Linked DNA regions of Zea mays: regions 2 and 3 are each linked to region 1. The links are chromatin contacts, called in public Hi-C maps. All regions are on one chromosome and are shown on one strand. The core of a region is the stretch at or near the end of the contact, and the rest is flanking DNA. Distances in the headings are between cores, read along the strand shown. Region 1 has its middle 37 kb from the start of LOC103640490. Region 2 holds the start of LOC100502453. Region 3 has its middle 57 kb from the start of LOC103640492.

Region 1 (4,842 bases), core at 1,437-3,936:
ACTTCGGCGACCCCAAACCCCCCGAAGGCCACGCCTGCCTCATCTTCGACAGCTTCATCGCCACGGGCGAAGCAGAGCCGGTACCGTGCTGTTAGACCCGTGCGCCAGATTTGAACCGTCCGCCCCGATCCAACGGTCTAGATCTCCAGATACCACTTGGAGCGCGCACCCCTGCCCCCTGGGTCCCACCCGTCGGTTGCTTGCGCCCCCTGGCGCTAGGCCCGACCGGTCAGCCCGCCTTTGCCTCGAACCGCTGACCGCCCTGTCCGCTTGTCAGCGCTCGCCCGCGCTCACGCGCGCACGCTCGCTCGCCAATCTAATCTCGGTCGTTGATCCGAGATCTAACAACCAAGGAAACCCTGTACCCCTTCGCTTGGTTATTTTGTTAAAGAGCCCCTCGGTTTCCTAGAAATATAACCCGCAATCCTGTTTTCTTGCGCCTAGGCCCCTGGTTTCTTGCAGAGAAGCCCCTGGGCTTTATTTTAATCACAAATATAGGTTAAATTTAGTGTTTTTGATTTTAAAACTTGTATATTTCATATCTTTTGCATATGAACTCCAAATTGGGTGGTTTAAATTGCAAAATGTTCATAATGTTATAATCTATCTGTTTAAATTATGTTCATCCACTGTTTGCATGACTTAATTTTGTGGCTAGTCTCTAATTTAATTTAAAGTGATAGAATAATTAATAAGGGTAAAATAAAAGTAACACCCTAATGAATGTGCAAGTGCTTAACCTTGTAGATTTAATTTCAATTAATGTATGATCCCATCTCTCGAATAACTTTATCTAAATCAGTAGTTCACTAAGATAGACATAGTTAAATAGTTAATCTACTGAGATAGGCAATACTCAGAGAACAACATACCTCTAGGTATATTAACCTACCCTAGAACCTAGAGTTCTCTTGTGTGTTTGTACTTTTCCACTGAACTTGTGTTTACTCTGTTGCATATGATTGGTGTACTGTTCCTTTGTCATTTCCCAAATTTGTTGAATGAATGATTGCTTTGCATAGACAACGAGCAGTCCGAGGTTTCGGAGTGTGTTGTAGGAGACTTCCCTGAGCAACAACCTAGTGAAGGCAAGTGTCCTATGACCCATTATGTCCTATTTACTTTATAATTCACTGTCCCACTGTCACACCCAGTTTTGGAAGGCAAACCGAATGCGAACCATGTACGTGCCAGGATAAGCAATTCACGTACATAGCAGTTACATAGTTGGACATCATCACACAATGCTCAAATAATAACATAACATAGTATTAATTTGATTACATCATGATGTCCAAGACATCCACATAGTCATTAACATAGATAAAAGTGCAAAAACGAAACGTAGCAACACACGGCCTTCACAGGCAGCTAACTGGGGGTTTGCCGCTAACCCGTGCCTAGAACTCATCATAGTCTTGGAACTCCTGAAAATCCTCCACTGGGACTTCATCTTCTCCTGAGCAGTGGTTGCAATGTGGACAACCTGGGGGGTTTGGTTGTAATACCCAAATAATGGAATTTATAGGATGTACAAGAATTGGGAAACATAAAAGGTTTATTTGACTACTTGTTTTTCTCATCTTTGCATATTCAAATCATGGGGTCACCTTGACCACTAACAACCATATTAAATAAAGGGAATAGTGCATCATGTTGGAGTTTATTTGTTTGTTCATTTAATAATAATAATAGTAATAAAAATATGTTAATATTGAAGTTAGGATTAAACCTAATTTGCAATCTAGAAATTAAAAATGAATTAGAAAAGAAAGGGAGAGAAAAGGAAAACCCTATATGCAATGTGAAGAAAAATATGTAAATAATTATACCTTTTCATACTGGCATTTTTAATTTGTACATTTAAATCTCTGTACAAAATTCACAGCAAAGATTGAATTCAAATTCGAGATTCAAAAATAAAAAGAAAGGAAAACAGAAAAGAAGAGAAAAACAAAAAGAAAAGAGAAAACTATGCATGGGCCGAAATCCTACATCGGGCCCATCCTGCACTTCGCGCTAGATGGCCAACGACTCGCGCGTGTGGCCGCCCTGACATCTGGGGCCCGCACGACAGCCACTCCCCGCCCGCGCCACTTTCTCCGCTCGCTGACTTGTGGCCCCGCGCTGTCAGCGCTATCCTCTCCCACGCGCGCTCGGCTCTGTAGAGCTTCAACCACAGCGAGGATTGCGGGGCATCGAGCTCGGACTTGCCTCGACCGTACAAATAGAACCCACGGGTGCTTGCGGCCCCTCCTGCTGACTCGCGCGAGAACCATCAATCAGCCACCACACCCTGTGGGCCGCCACCGAGACCTTTCACGTGCCATGGGGTTCGCCGCCGTGGAAACACGACAGTGGCGGGATTCGGGCCCCGACAGTGACAGCGGGGGGGGGGGGGGGGGGGGGGGGGTCGATCTAGCTCTGTGGTTGCTGTGTGAAAGGTTAATCGGAGGAAGTTCAGCCGAGGCCTGGGAAATTCGTCGTCGAAAGTGCAGCGCTGCCGCGGACCGCCCTTTGTCGTGGCCGGACAACACCACCAGATAATAGCCGGTAATCTCCACCTCACCTAGTTCGCTAGGCCATGTGGTGCGTGTAGAGCATTTTCGGGTATGGTCTGGGGGCCTGGGTCGTCGGGTAGTCCTTTGCCGGTGGGACCGCCACTGTTCATCAGCAGTGTGTTGGCACGACCGGTGTCGGGAGGGGAAGAGATCCATTGCACCGTTAGATCCAATCAAACGGTCGAGATCAGATCATCATAATGCTGAGTATTGGTCGGATCTGCGCCGTTGATCAAACATCAGGCGATCGAGGATAGATCTGTAGGGTTTTAAATCTCAATTGTTCATTCTAGATCGTGCATGTGAGAATCAATCGAAGTAAATTGAATCTGGGCTGTCGATCTGTGATCCGACGGCCACCTCCGCATACTGGTTCATGGGGCGCAGGTCTAATCCTGACGCTCGGTTTTAGATCGGACGACTGAGTTTTTGGGCAGTTTGTCATTTTGCAAAAAAACCCCTAGAATATGTAGGAATCAACCCGTAGTCCATCACGTGTTGAGGAGCATTTAATCTGAGTCCTGAGAATTTTATAAGTTAGCCCCCATACTTTTAGTATTGTTGAGCGCAGTCGAGAGAGCTGTTAAATGGAATAAAAAATATAAAAAATGAGTTTTTGTATTAAAATAATTCTAGAAAATTCTTTAAATCATAATAAATTCGTTTTAATTCCTTTTTGATCTATTCAAGTTGCATTAATTTGGTATTAATATTGTTTATCACCTGGTAACTATGTTTTATAATGAAACATAAATTAGAATTACTCACCTAGTATATTCTGTACCAAACACTTAATAACTTCGGAAAATCATAACTCGATAACCGTAACTCTGAATTTAGTGATTCTCGAACCTACGACCTCGTTGTGATGCGTAGAATATTATTATGCAGTATGATCTCATGTTTGGTGTGATGTTAATTTCTCTTGTACCATGTTTATTTGTATTATTGCGAGTAGACGAGCAAGCCACTGAGGACCCTGGTGTTCAGCAGGCGGATAATTTTGAGCAAGAGCTCGTTGAAGGCAAGTTGTGCCCTTGACCACCTTTATTTACCCAATAATGTTCTTTATAATCACTATGGCATGCTTAGGCTTAATTTTGATGGGACCAATAGGTCACCCTAGTCTGCTTTATCTTGTGATGTGATTAGCACTGAACTTTTTGGGTAGTCTTGCTATTGCTATATGTGGTTATGGGTGGAGATAAATTTGACACATGATCATTCTTTATTATTACTGTTGATTATTTATTGTTCATGATAAGATTACTATGTTAATTGGAACATGGAGAACCAATTTGGAAAATAGTGCAACCACAAGGGTGGAATGAGACATCCTTGGCCAAGTAATTAGGAAAACTAGGGAGAGATTACCTTACCTGAAAGCGACAAGAGGGGAGGCGTCGTTGTAGAGTATAAGGAGGTTCTCGGGTCGGACTGCCTGGCTTTCCGGACGGGGGATTCCTGTGTTTCCTTCTTCCTGAATCCGTAGAGAGTTTTCTCAAACTAGTGGAACTTTGGAAAAGCCTCGTAGTGCTACCCTTCCTCATCTCCTCGGTAGAGATGAATGGGAAGTCGCGATCCCTTGGCAAATGGGTAACACGACTTGTGGGTAAAGATGTGCAACCTCTGCTGAGTATAAAACTGGTATATCAGCCATTCTCACGGTCAGGAGCGGCTCGGACATTCACATGATTAATTTATGGAAGTAAATTTATTTTTTCATTTGCATCGCATTGTGGTTTATTATTAATTTTGATCTACTATTACTTTGGGTTGGTATACACTTACATTTAGTAACTGCTAATAAAATTTGAGCAACTTATTAAAAGCAATGCTCAGCTTCAACCACTATTTATTGCCCAGCCTTACACTTCACATGGGCTCCCACCTTTGGTGAGTTCATGCATATTATTTCCCACAACTTGTTGAGCTATAATCTTTTGTGAGCTCACCCTTGCGATATATAAACCCCCCACAGGAGAAGAACATGTGGTCCAGGAGGAGACCTACAACGAGGAGTATGAGCTTATCTAGGTGGCGTCTCCTAGTCAGCTTGATGGCGCCATGGAATAAGTATTTAGTTCATTTTATTGTTATCATTTATTTTTGTAAGACTCTTCCGCTATGTAATAATAATTGTGACATTTATCTCTATACACTTTGTCACTATATGTGATGTTCTTCTTTGGCGCACATATGAGACACACCCGACTTTATCCCTTAAATCCGGGTGTGACAAAAGTGGTATGAGAGGAAATGTTGACTGTAGGACTAAACC
Region 2 (4,842 bases), core at 1,039-3,538, 440 kb after region 1:
TTACAAAACGATGCGAGGGCAATATTGACTTCTGCCTCTAACAGCTTGGACACGGAACCGTGGACGCCTTCTCCCGGCAATGTTCTCCTTCGTCTCTATGTGTTGTTGTGACAAAGCTTAACAACTTCGTCTTTATCTTCATCCTATTCCGAAGGTATTCAATACCGAAGTTCCTACAACACTTGTGAACATGCTGACAACCAATAATTAAGTGTGTTTTTGAGCACCTTCGAAAGACGAAGGCCCCAACATACTCCTCCTCGTTACTTTACCAACAGTGCAAGCTAAAGTTCTAGGCAACAACACTTTTGAGTGTCAATATGTGTTCAACTGAATTTGTGCTTGAAAATATGCACCTAGATCTGCATATCTGACCGAAAATGACACATGTCTGCAGATATTGTAAAGTATACGTGGGAGCCTGGAAGGAGGAGGAACCCCTAGGCGTCTCTCCTTTTCTATCTTGATCAAGTTGACTCGGTATCCCTATCCATCCCACCAGCCCCAAAGCAGCACATTCGGGTTCCGACGTCATCGCCGTCACGGCTTGCACAAGCAAAGGCGAGCAAGAACTCGGCTCCCGTCCCATCTCGCCATGAAAGAAAGAAAGAAAGACCACCTAAAAAGAACAGAACAGGTGGTCAGCTTCCTTCCAGTGCACCGTACCTGTGACAGCAACAGTCTAAAGCACCAGGAAAAAAAAAGGAGGCAGAAAATCTGATGCCTGATGCGGAAGTTAGCAGAAAGAACAGCATGTGGCCACAGCGCATCTGCAGTACAAAAAAACAACTCAATTATTTGGATCCCAAAGAAAGAGATAGCTGTTACTACTTCTCTCGTCACCCATTGCTGCTGTCGCCTGTTGATCCGGATCATCGTGAGTCCTGACCTAACCATTAACCAGCATCCTTTCAGTGCAAGCAAGCAAGCAAGCAATTGGTTTCCAGAGAAGCTAGGCACGCTGCCACTGGAATTGATGAAAAAGGCTTGTGCTGGACTGTGTGTGTCATCAGCAGTGCACACCGCACAAATGCCCAAGCAATGAAGCAACAGTGGCGCACAAGACAGGACAAGGTGCCTGTCGCAGGAGGGATTCCCTGTTGTGGCCTGACCTAACAGTCGCCCCTAGAGTCTGAAGCTGCCGGCGTTCCTCATAATAATCCCAACAAGGCTCATGACTCTTGTCAATGGCAGGTCGCTTTCGGTAGCTACTATAGCATCCCCTGCAGGGTGGCCGGATGGCACCTGCATGGATGGATGGAGAGCATAAAAACCTTTGCCATGAGCTGTATTGTCACTCCGTTTTCTTTTGGGAAAAAAAGGAAGAGGAACAGCGGCGCGCGCACGTCGAGAAGTGAGATGGGGCGGGTGATCCAGGAAATCAAATCGCCATCGCCATGGGGGTCGTCCATGGCAAGTGGAGTGATAAAAGATTTATCATTTATATATGCATGGGCCAGAGCCCAGGGATGGGAGATAGATAAGCAACTTGATAGATATCCACTGAAAACTCCAGACAAAGTTCTTCACCTCCAGATTCCTCACAGAGACAAGCCCTCAATTATTACCCCCTTCCCCCCAAAAAAATTCAATGATGCTAGTCGTACCTCGTCCTCCTTTATAAAGCAACAAACTGCAAGCTGCTTCTGATGCACCATCCAGCCATCCAGGGGCTGCAAGCCTGCAACCTAAAGCAAGAACAAGCAGAGCAAGAGAGAGAGATATGGAGCGAGGAGACGAGGCATCGTCAGTAGTGAGCAAGGCCAGCACAGCAGAGCAGCGACTCACCAGGGAGCAGCACGGCGACGGCGCGGCGTGGCTGAACCTGACGCTGGGCGCGAGCGAATCGCCGTCGCCGTCTCCGTCCCCGGACGCCGCGAGCTGCTCCGCGGACTCCGAGTCCGGGTCCGGGTCCGGGTCCGCCGCCAAGCCGCCCCCGCACAAGGTGTTCTCCTGCAACTTCTGCCTGCGCAAGTTCTTCAGCTCGCAGGCGCTGGGCGGGCACCAGAACGCGCACAAGCGGGAGCGCAGCGCCGCCAAGCGATCCTCGTACCACGCGCAGCGGGTGGTCGTGGGCGGCCTGCCGCTGCACGCGCACGCCGCCCTCATGCGCTCCCTCCGAGCCAACCCGGCGCCGGCGCCGGCGGTCAGGACGGCGGCGAGGTTCCTCGAGGGCGGCGTGGCGGCGGCGGCCTGGGCAACGGTCCCGTGCGAGGAGGCGCCGAGCTCGGCCTGGCCTGGGAGCTTCAGGCTGAGAGCGCCGCACTCGGAGTATGAGCAAGCGTGTGAGCCGATTCAGCCGAGTAAGATCGACTTGGACCTCAGGCTCTGATGGTGATACGCTGGTGTGGTCTGGTTGGTTCGAGATCGAGTGCGTGAGTTCGGCCCCGTTTCAATCTCATGAGCTAAACTTTAGCTTCCTGCTAAACTTTAGCTATATGAATTGAAGTGCTAAAGTTTAGTTTCAATTATCACCATTAGCTCTCATGTTTAGATTATGGCCCCGTTCCAATCTCGCGAGATAAACTTTAGCAGCTATTTTTTAGCTACTTTTAGCCATTTATAATCTAAACATGAGAGCTAATGGTGGTAATTGAAACTAAACTTTAGCACTTCAATTCATATAGCTAAAGTTTAGCAGGAAGCTAAAGTTTATCCCGTGAGATTGAAATGGGGCCTATAAATGGCTAAAAGTAGCTAAAAAATAGCTGCTAAAGTTTATCTCGCGACATTGGAACAGGGCCTTCGTCGAGGTTCATGTTCATCTGCTGAATAAACTGGTCTGGAGATGCGATCAGGTTCAGCTCACCGTCAGATGAGAAACCATGTGGTGGTACTGAATTTTGGACATATTGTTGATGCTGCTGGCGTTGTTGTTTGAGTCGCTGTTAGAATTGTTTGATGGCGCTGCAACCAAGTGTTCCTGTAGCTGGAAACTGTATTTAGCTCTCTCTATATATTGACGTCAGCGCGAAGAACTCTTCGTCACAAACGATTCGGGATCGGAACAAGACACAGCTCTAGCATCGGCGGGCAGCAAAATAAGCGGGAAAACATGGGGTAAGGCTGTGCGCAGCGGTTACCGCTGCCTCTCCCCCTCCCCTTGCATGCGGTCCCCCTACACGTCGGTTCTCTTCTCTCTCCCCCCAGATCTAGCGTGTCACTGTTCATCACCCTAAACATTGTGCTATGGGTCCACGAGTAATTGTTAGTAGATAAAAAATTGATAGTTGGTATAGAAAATGATATTTTATAGTGGTAGTGGGGTATAGGGGGAGTATTTAGGGGGAACCGCTGCGGGAGATGAAAAAATAGGGGGAAAAATAGGAGGAAAAGTGATATAGGGGGAAAAATTTAGAGGTAACCGTTGCGGATAGCCTAAGAAGCTGTTACGGTGTTGCGTACCACGTAAGTTCATCCCGATTTTAGATATGCGGCACATAAAATTTGTCACACAAAGTAGTGTCCATCCCAATTTAGGGTATGTTCGGTTATTTTCAATCCATATAGATTGAAGGGGATTAATACGGATTGAGAGAGATTTTGACTTACTAGGGATTGAAATCCTCTCAATCTCCATCAATTCATATAGATTGGGGTAGAACCGAACAAGCCGTTAAGGGATGTTTGAATTCACTAGAACTAACAGTTAGTTGGCAAAAAAAATTGCTAGTGAAATTAGCTAGCTAATAAATAACTAGCTAAATATTAACTAATTTAATAAAACTAGCTAATAGTTGCTAGGGTGTTTAGATGTCTCTAACTAATTTTAGCTACTAAATATTAGCTATATTGCATTCAAACACCCTTGCTAATATTTTAGATATTAGCTATTTTTAGTAAATTAGCTACTAGTTAACTAGATATTTGTTAGCTAACTAATTCTTCTAGCAAATTTTTAGCTAACTAAAGCCTTGTTTCAATCTCAAGAGATAAACTTTAGCAGCTTTTTTAGCTACTTTTACCCATTTGGTGATCAAACAGGAGAACTAATGGTGGTGTGATAAAATTTAGCACATATTATCACATAAACTGCTCAAGAGGTGCTAAAGGAGCTAAACGTGAGCCAGAGAACCTCATTTTTCACTCATACCCTCTAACTCCATTCTCTCTCCACATTAGGGGCATGGGTGTCTTTTTATTCCAATATGCTAAACTTTATTAGAGTAGTCCAAACATCCTAAGGAGCTAAACTTTAGCACTTTAATTCATATGGCTAAATTTTAGCAGGAAGCTAAAGTTTATCCCGTGAGATTGAAACGGGCCTAAGGGAATGTTTGAATGCACTAAAACTAATAGTTAGTTGGCTAAAAAATTTTAGTAGAATTAGTAAGCTAACAAATAACTACCTGACTATTAATTTACCAAAAATAGCTAATAGTTGAACTATTAGTTAGGGTGTTTGAATGTCTCAACTAATTTTAGACACTAACTATTAGCTCTAAGGGGTGTTTGAATGTACTAGAGATAATAGTTAATAGCTAAAATTAGCTAGAGACATCCAAACACCCTAGCTAATTTTAGCTGAAATATTAACTAGAGTGTTTGGACGTCTATAGCTAATTTTAACCACTAACTATTATCTCTAGTGCATTCAAACACTCTCTTAGTTTATTTTTAGCTAACTAACTATTAGCTCTAGTGTATTCAAACACCTCTTAGTGAGTGTTTGAATGCACTAGAGATAATAGTTAGTGGCTAAAATTAGTTAAGACATCCAAACACCCTAGCTAATAGTTCAGCTATTTGCTATTTTTGTAAATTAGTTAATAGTTCGGCAATTATTTGTTAGCTAGCTAATTTTACTAACAATTTTTAGCTAACTAACTATTTAGTTGTAGT
Region 3 (4,842 bases), core at 984-3,483, 360 kb before region 1:
TTACCAAGTGATAAACAATACTAATACAAAATTAATGCAACTAGAATGGATCAAAAAGGAGTTAAAATGAATTTTCTATGAATTAAACAAGATTATGTAATAATTTTTATACTAAAAAGTATTTTCTGAGTTAATTTATTCCTTTTGTTCGCTCCTTGGACTGCGAACCTAATTTCTAGAGAGTACGAGGTTTAAACTGTAAATGCCAGGGACTTGAATGAAACTCTTTTCTATTGCTTTAGGACGACGGGTTGATTTTGCTTAACCTGAAGGTTTCTTCTGCAAAGTTGGTTCGGTGAAGGGGTATCCGCCAATCCTAGCCGCTCGATCAACACCCGACGACCCAGATTAAAACTATGTGATACATAAACATGTGATCCACCCCGACCGTCATATCCAAAATCAACGGATGAAGGACGCTCCTGCCCCGATCCGACCTACACCGTCCATTACCGAATCGATACCACATATCTATTCTTGTGAAACGGTATGCAGTCGTCTAATCTCCACCGCAGGGGGCTGATCCAACGGCCCATGTTCCCTCTTCAACCTTCAGCCGACCAACCAACGGAACAGGGCATCCACGGTGGCGCTGCTCACCGGCGCCTGCGGATCCACGCCCCCGCGCCCTCCTAGACGAATCCGAGGAACACTACTCACGGCCTAGATGAAGGTGAAACGATTAGAGAGGTTATTACGGTGTTTCAGGACGGAGAAGTTGCCGTCCACGCACCTTGCCGGTCCGCGACCAAGAACGAACGACGGTGAGAAATTACGGGAACACTGGTGGCCCTACTCCCGTACAGGAGCCACGGCTTCCCTCCATGCGCCCTCGAGAATCGCCCTGGCCACCAACAGAGGGCAAGGCACGACGACGACACTTACTCACCGACGTGGTCCTCGGCGGCTAGCTATTCGACAAAGGGGGGCGCACGACATCCGTTCGATGGGAAAGTCTGCGGCCACACTTATATAACCTTGTAGCGAAGTCCGGCTCCTGGAGGTTTGGCTAGAGAGGCACTGAGCCAGCCGCGAGGTTCTCAGCGACGGTTGCAACGGGCCGCACAAGCTGGAGTCGAGGAAGCAGCTGACAGGGGGTCCCACATGGCAGAGACTCGTGAGTGATGGTGAGCACTGCCGTCTGCAGCGCGGGCCCACCTGGTGGTCATGAGTGAATCACGCACGCGGAGACTGACAGGGGTGGTCCACAGCTGGGCTGTCGCGGCTGAGGCGATGTGGGCCGAAAAGAGGGGAGGCCGGCCTAGGCGCGCAGTTTTCCTTTTTCTTTTTTCCTTTTATTTTATTTTCTTCTCTTTTCTTTTCACTTTTAAATCTCAATTTGAATTCAAATGTTGTTGAATTTTGTACTCAGATTAAATGTATAAATCAATCTACCAAGAGGAAGAGATATCCTTATTTATATATTAATTATTCTTCCTGTTGTATATTATTTCCCTTTTTCTCTCGTTTCTTTCTATGTCATTCTCACTTTTTAGGCTTCAAATTAAGTTAAACCCCACTTTCAACATTAACATATTTTATCACTATTATCATTATTAGTAAATGCACAAACAAATAAACCCCAACATGATGCATATATTTGTTGCTTCATTAGTTACTTCATTCACTTTAAATGTGTTCCTTAATATTCATCATGGATAGAAAGTGTTGGTCACTTGTTCTCAAATACTGTGAATCAAGAACAAGGCAACACAATTGTTAAGTATTGTAAGGCCTAAAATTGGTAGAAAAAATAAAATAAATATATCATAAAATAATAAAATAAAGAAATAAAAATATCTATGATAGTGTTTCTAGAATTTTTGAAACCTTTGGGATTTAGTAGGACATTTCCTTTTCATAACCAATTAAGGGTACTAAACTAGTTAAGTAATCAATAAATAGGTAAGGAAAGGTTGATCCCTTGTGGGAGATTAATTCTTAAAATAAAATCCTCCGTTGGGTGTGATGTATATTAAGGAACATTTATTTAAATAAATAAAACAATAAATAAATAGTTAAATAAAGTTGCATCATACTGGATATTTTGATTGTAATTTTGACCCTAGGTTTGAATTACAAATTCGAATTTGGAATTTAAAAATGGAAAATAAAAACAGAAAAATAAAAAAAGAGAAAGACCTAATTGGGCCAACTCTACTGCTTTTGGCCCATCTCAGTTGTCCAGCGCACTGCCCTCTCTGTTGGGCGCCAACCTATGGGTCCCGCCCGTCGGCCACCCGCGCACGCTGGTGCTGTTCGTCTGGCTGTCTGGTGGGGCCGCGAGGTCAGCACTATCCCCTTCCTCACAACCAATTCCCCGCGGGCGCCGGGCCATTAGGCTATCGCCGCCGTGAATCACAGGGGATATACAAGTCGGGGCCGCATCTCCTCAGGCCATAAATGGTAACTGTCGCGACCCCCATCGTCTCATCCGCCTGCGCCCACATCCGTTGCGCAAGCACCGTAGCCACCATCGCCGCAAGCTTGGAGAAAATAGGGCCGCCACCATCGTACTTCGACCACACGTATCCCGGTGCCGTGCAAACAACGCCACGGAACCTCCTCGTACCGCCACGGAAGCCACTCGTTGCATCGCTAGGCGAATTAAGACCTCGGCCTTTGAACGATTGCTCGCTGGAGCACAAACAACGCCGCGGAACCTCCTCGTACCGTGGGCGGATCCACTCGGGCTCTCTCCCTCGGTAAGAGCACCCTCCCTTGATTCACCATGCTGTCAACAACGTTTTGCACGAATTTGCACTCAAATCCGCACATCAAGGCGCCAGGTTGGCCAACGCCGGCCATGGCTGCCGTTGTTAAGTTCGGCGGCGCCACCGCGCTCGGACATCGGCAGTGGGGTGGTGTTTCTAGCCGTCGGATTGCATGCGTACGGCGTAGATTAGGCTAACGTGCACCCCCTTCGGCCCGACGTATCCGCACCCTCCGATCGTGATCGGGCGGCCCCAGATTGGTTTAGGTGATGGTTAATCCGTTCCGTCGATCAACGATCCCACCAATAGTATCAAGTACCGGTTTGTTTTAAGCCACTATTTAATCCTAGCCACTGAAATCCGATCGGACGGCTCAGATCACACAATACCCCTTTAGATAGCCAGTTTTGCAAAAGAAACCCCACTCTTTATATGAATGAACCCGCGACCCACACTAGGTGTTAAGTGGTTTAATTCATGTTCTTGGGTTTTTACAGAACGGACCTCGGGCTTCTGAAAAATTGTGGCCGCAGCACAAGGATTAATAAAATAGGTAGAATTAATAAATAAAATGGGTTTTTAGTATAAAAATAAATCTAAAAACTAGTTTAATTCATATTAAATCCATTTTAACTCCGAATTGATTCATTCCAGTTGCGATAAATTCATATTAATATTTTTATCATCTGGTAACCCTATTTTGTTATGAAACATAGGTAGGAATTATACACTTAATTTCTTTTGTATCCAATGCTTAGATCTTCAGTAATTCATAACTCGGTAACCGTAACTCCGATTTTAGTGATTCTCGAACCCACGATCTCGTAGCAATGCATAGATTATTATTATGCAGTTTGTGCTTATATTTTGTATGATGTTAATTCTGCCTATACCATGTTTGTTTGTATTGCTACGACTAGCACGATGTTACGAGTCATCTGAAGATCATCCTGATACCTAGAATCTCGAGTCTCACGCAAGTTGTGCCCTTGATCACTCCTTTTTACCTAATAATGTTCACTGTTAATCACTATGACATGCTCAGGTTAATTTGATGGGACCTAATAGGTTTCCCTAGCATTGTTTATCCCTCACCTTACAAATAGATGAACTATTGGGTAGATTTGTTATTGCTCTACCTGGTTTTGGGAAACTAATGTTTCATTATGATCATGTTCCAATTATGTTGGTTTTTAATTATTGTTCATGATAAGATCATATTGTTAATTGTAACATGGAGAACCACCCGGGAAAACAGTGCTACCACAAGGGTGGTATGGGATGCCTTTGGCTGACTAATTAGGAAAGCTAGTGGAGGACTACCTTACCCGAAAGGGGAAAGGGCAGTAGGGGAGTGGTCGGTGTAGGGAGGTCCTCAGGTTGATTTTGCGGCGATGGCGGTCGGGCGAGGGATCCCTGCATTAGGACTTCCTAGAAACTATAGCGGGTTTTCTGAAGCTAGTGGAACTTTGTAAAGGCCTCATAGTGTTACCCTGTCTCGCTTCCTTGGTAGAGGTGTATGGGATTCATGACCCCTTGGTAGATGGGTAACATGACTTGTGGGTAAAGATGCACAACCTCTACAGAGTGTAAAACTGGTATATCAGCCGTGCTCACGGTCATGAGCGGCTCAGACACTCACATGAGTAATTTATGGAACTAAACTTAATTTGTCATATGCATTGCATCGCGGGTGTTGTTATCAATTTTGATCTATTACTTATTTGGGTTGGTATCTACTTACACTTAGTAACTGCTAATAAAAATTTGAACAACTTTAAAAGCAATGCTCAGTTTTAACCATCCTCTTTGATAAGCCTTACACTTCACATGGGCTCCCACCTTTGGTGAGTTCATACACATTTTTTCCCACAACTTGTTGAGCGATGAACGTATGTGAGCTCACCCTTGCTGTCTCACACCCCCCCACAGGTCAAGAACAGGTACCGCAGGATGAGGCGCATGGAGGATGCTGTGACGAGTTTGTGAGTGGTTTAGGCCATCGTCTCCCAGTCAACTTTGGGTTGCTGGATCATTGTCACCATATGATGTAATTATTTATTTATTTTGTACAGAACTTTGTTATATAATAATGTTGTGACATTTGTTTCTGTACCATGAGTCATCA

The links. A called contact is a pair of places that touch in the nucleus more often than the background predicts.
Region 2: a Hi-C map of tassel shows a contact between it and region 1, with 2.7 times the contacts expected there. The contact joins the promoter of LOC100502453 here to the enhancer-like site in region 1. A contact is called at or near these places in 2 of 25 Hi-C or Micro-C datasets (ear and tassel).
Region 3: a Hi-C map of leaf mesophyll shows a contact between it and region 1, with 5 times the contacts expected there. The contact joins two enhancer-like sites. A contact is called at or near these places in 2 of 25 Hi-C or Micro-C datasets (endosperm and leaf mesophyll).

What each region holds. Positions count from the first base shown.
Region 1 is chr1:165,863,950-165,868,791 of Zm-B73-REFERENCE-NAM-5.0, reverse strand. No RefSeq gene overlaps it. Among protein-coding and RNA genes, the nearest start is that of LOC103640490, 37 kb to the left of the region's middle. Within about 2 kb of position 2,686, at least 17 of the 20 cell types and tissues checked have an H3K27ac peak or open chromatin away from gene starts, as enhancers often do. A contact at or near this core is called in ear, leaf mesophyll and tassel, where this site is marked.
Region 2 is chr1:165,421,671-165,426,512 of Zm-B73-REFERENCE-NAM-5.0, reverse strand. LOC100502453 reads right to left here and starts at 2,288. Exons shown (of 3, transcript NM_001348473.1): 1 at 1,789-2,288; 2 at 1,608-1,688; 3 at 161-619. The coding sequence starts at 2,109. The coding sequence ends at 293.
Region 3 is chr1:166,220,007-166,224,848 of Zm-B73-REFERENCE-NAM-5.0, reverse strand. No RefSeq gene overlaps it. Among protein-coding and RNA genes, the nearest start is that of LOC103640492, 57 kb to the left of the region's middle. Within about 2 kb of position 2,233, at least 18 of the 20 cell types and tissues checked have an H3K27ac peak or open chromatin away from gene starts, as enhancers often do. A contact at or near this core is called in leaf mesophyll, where this site is marked.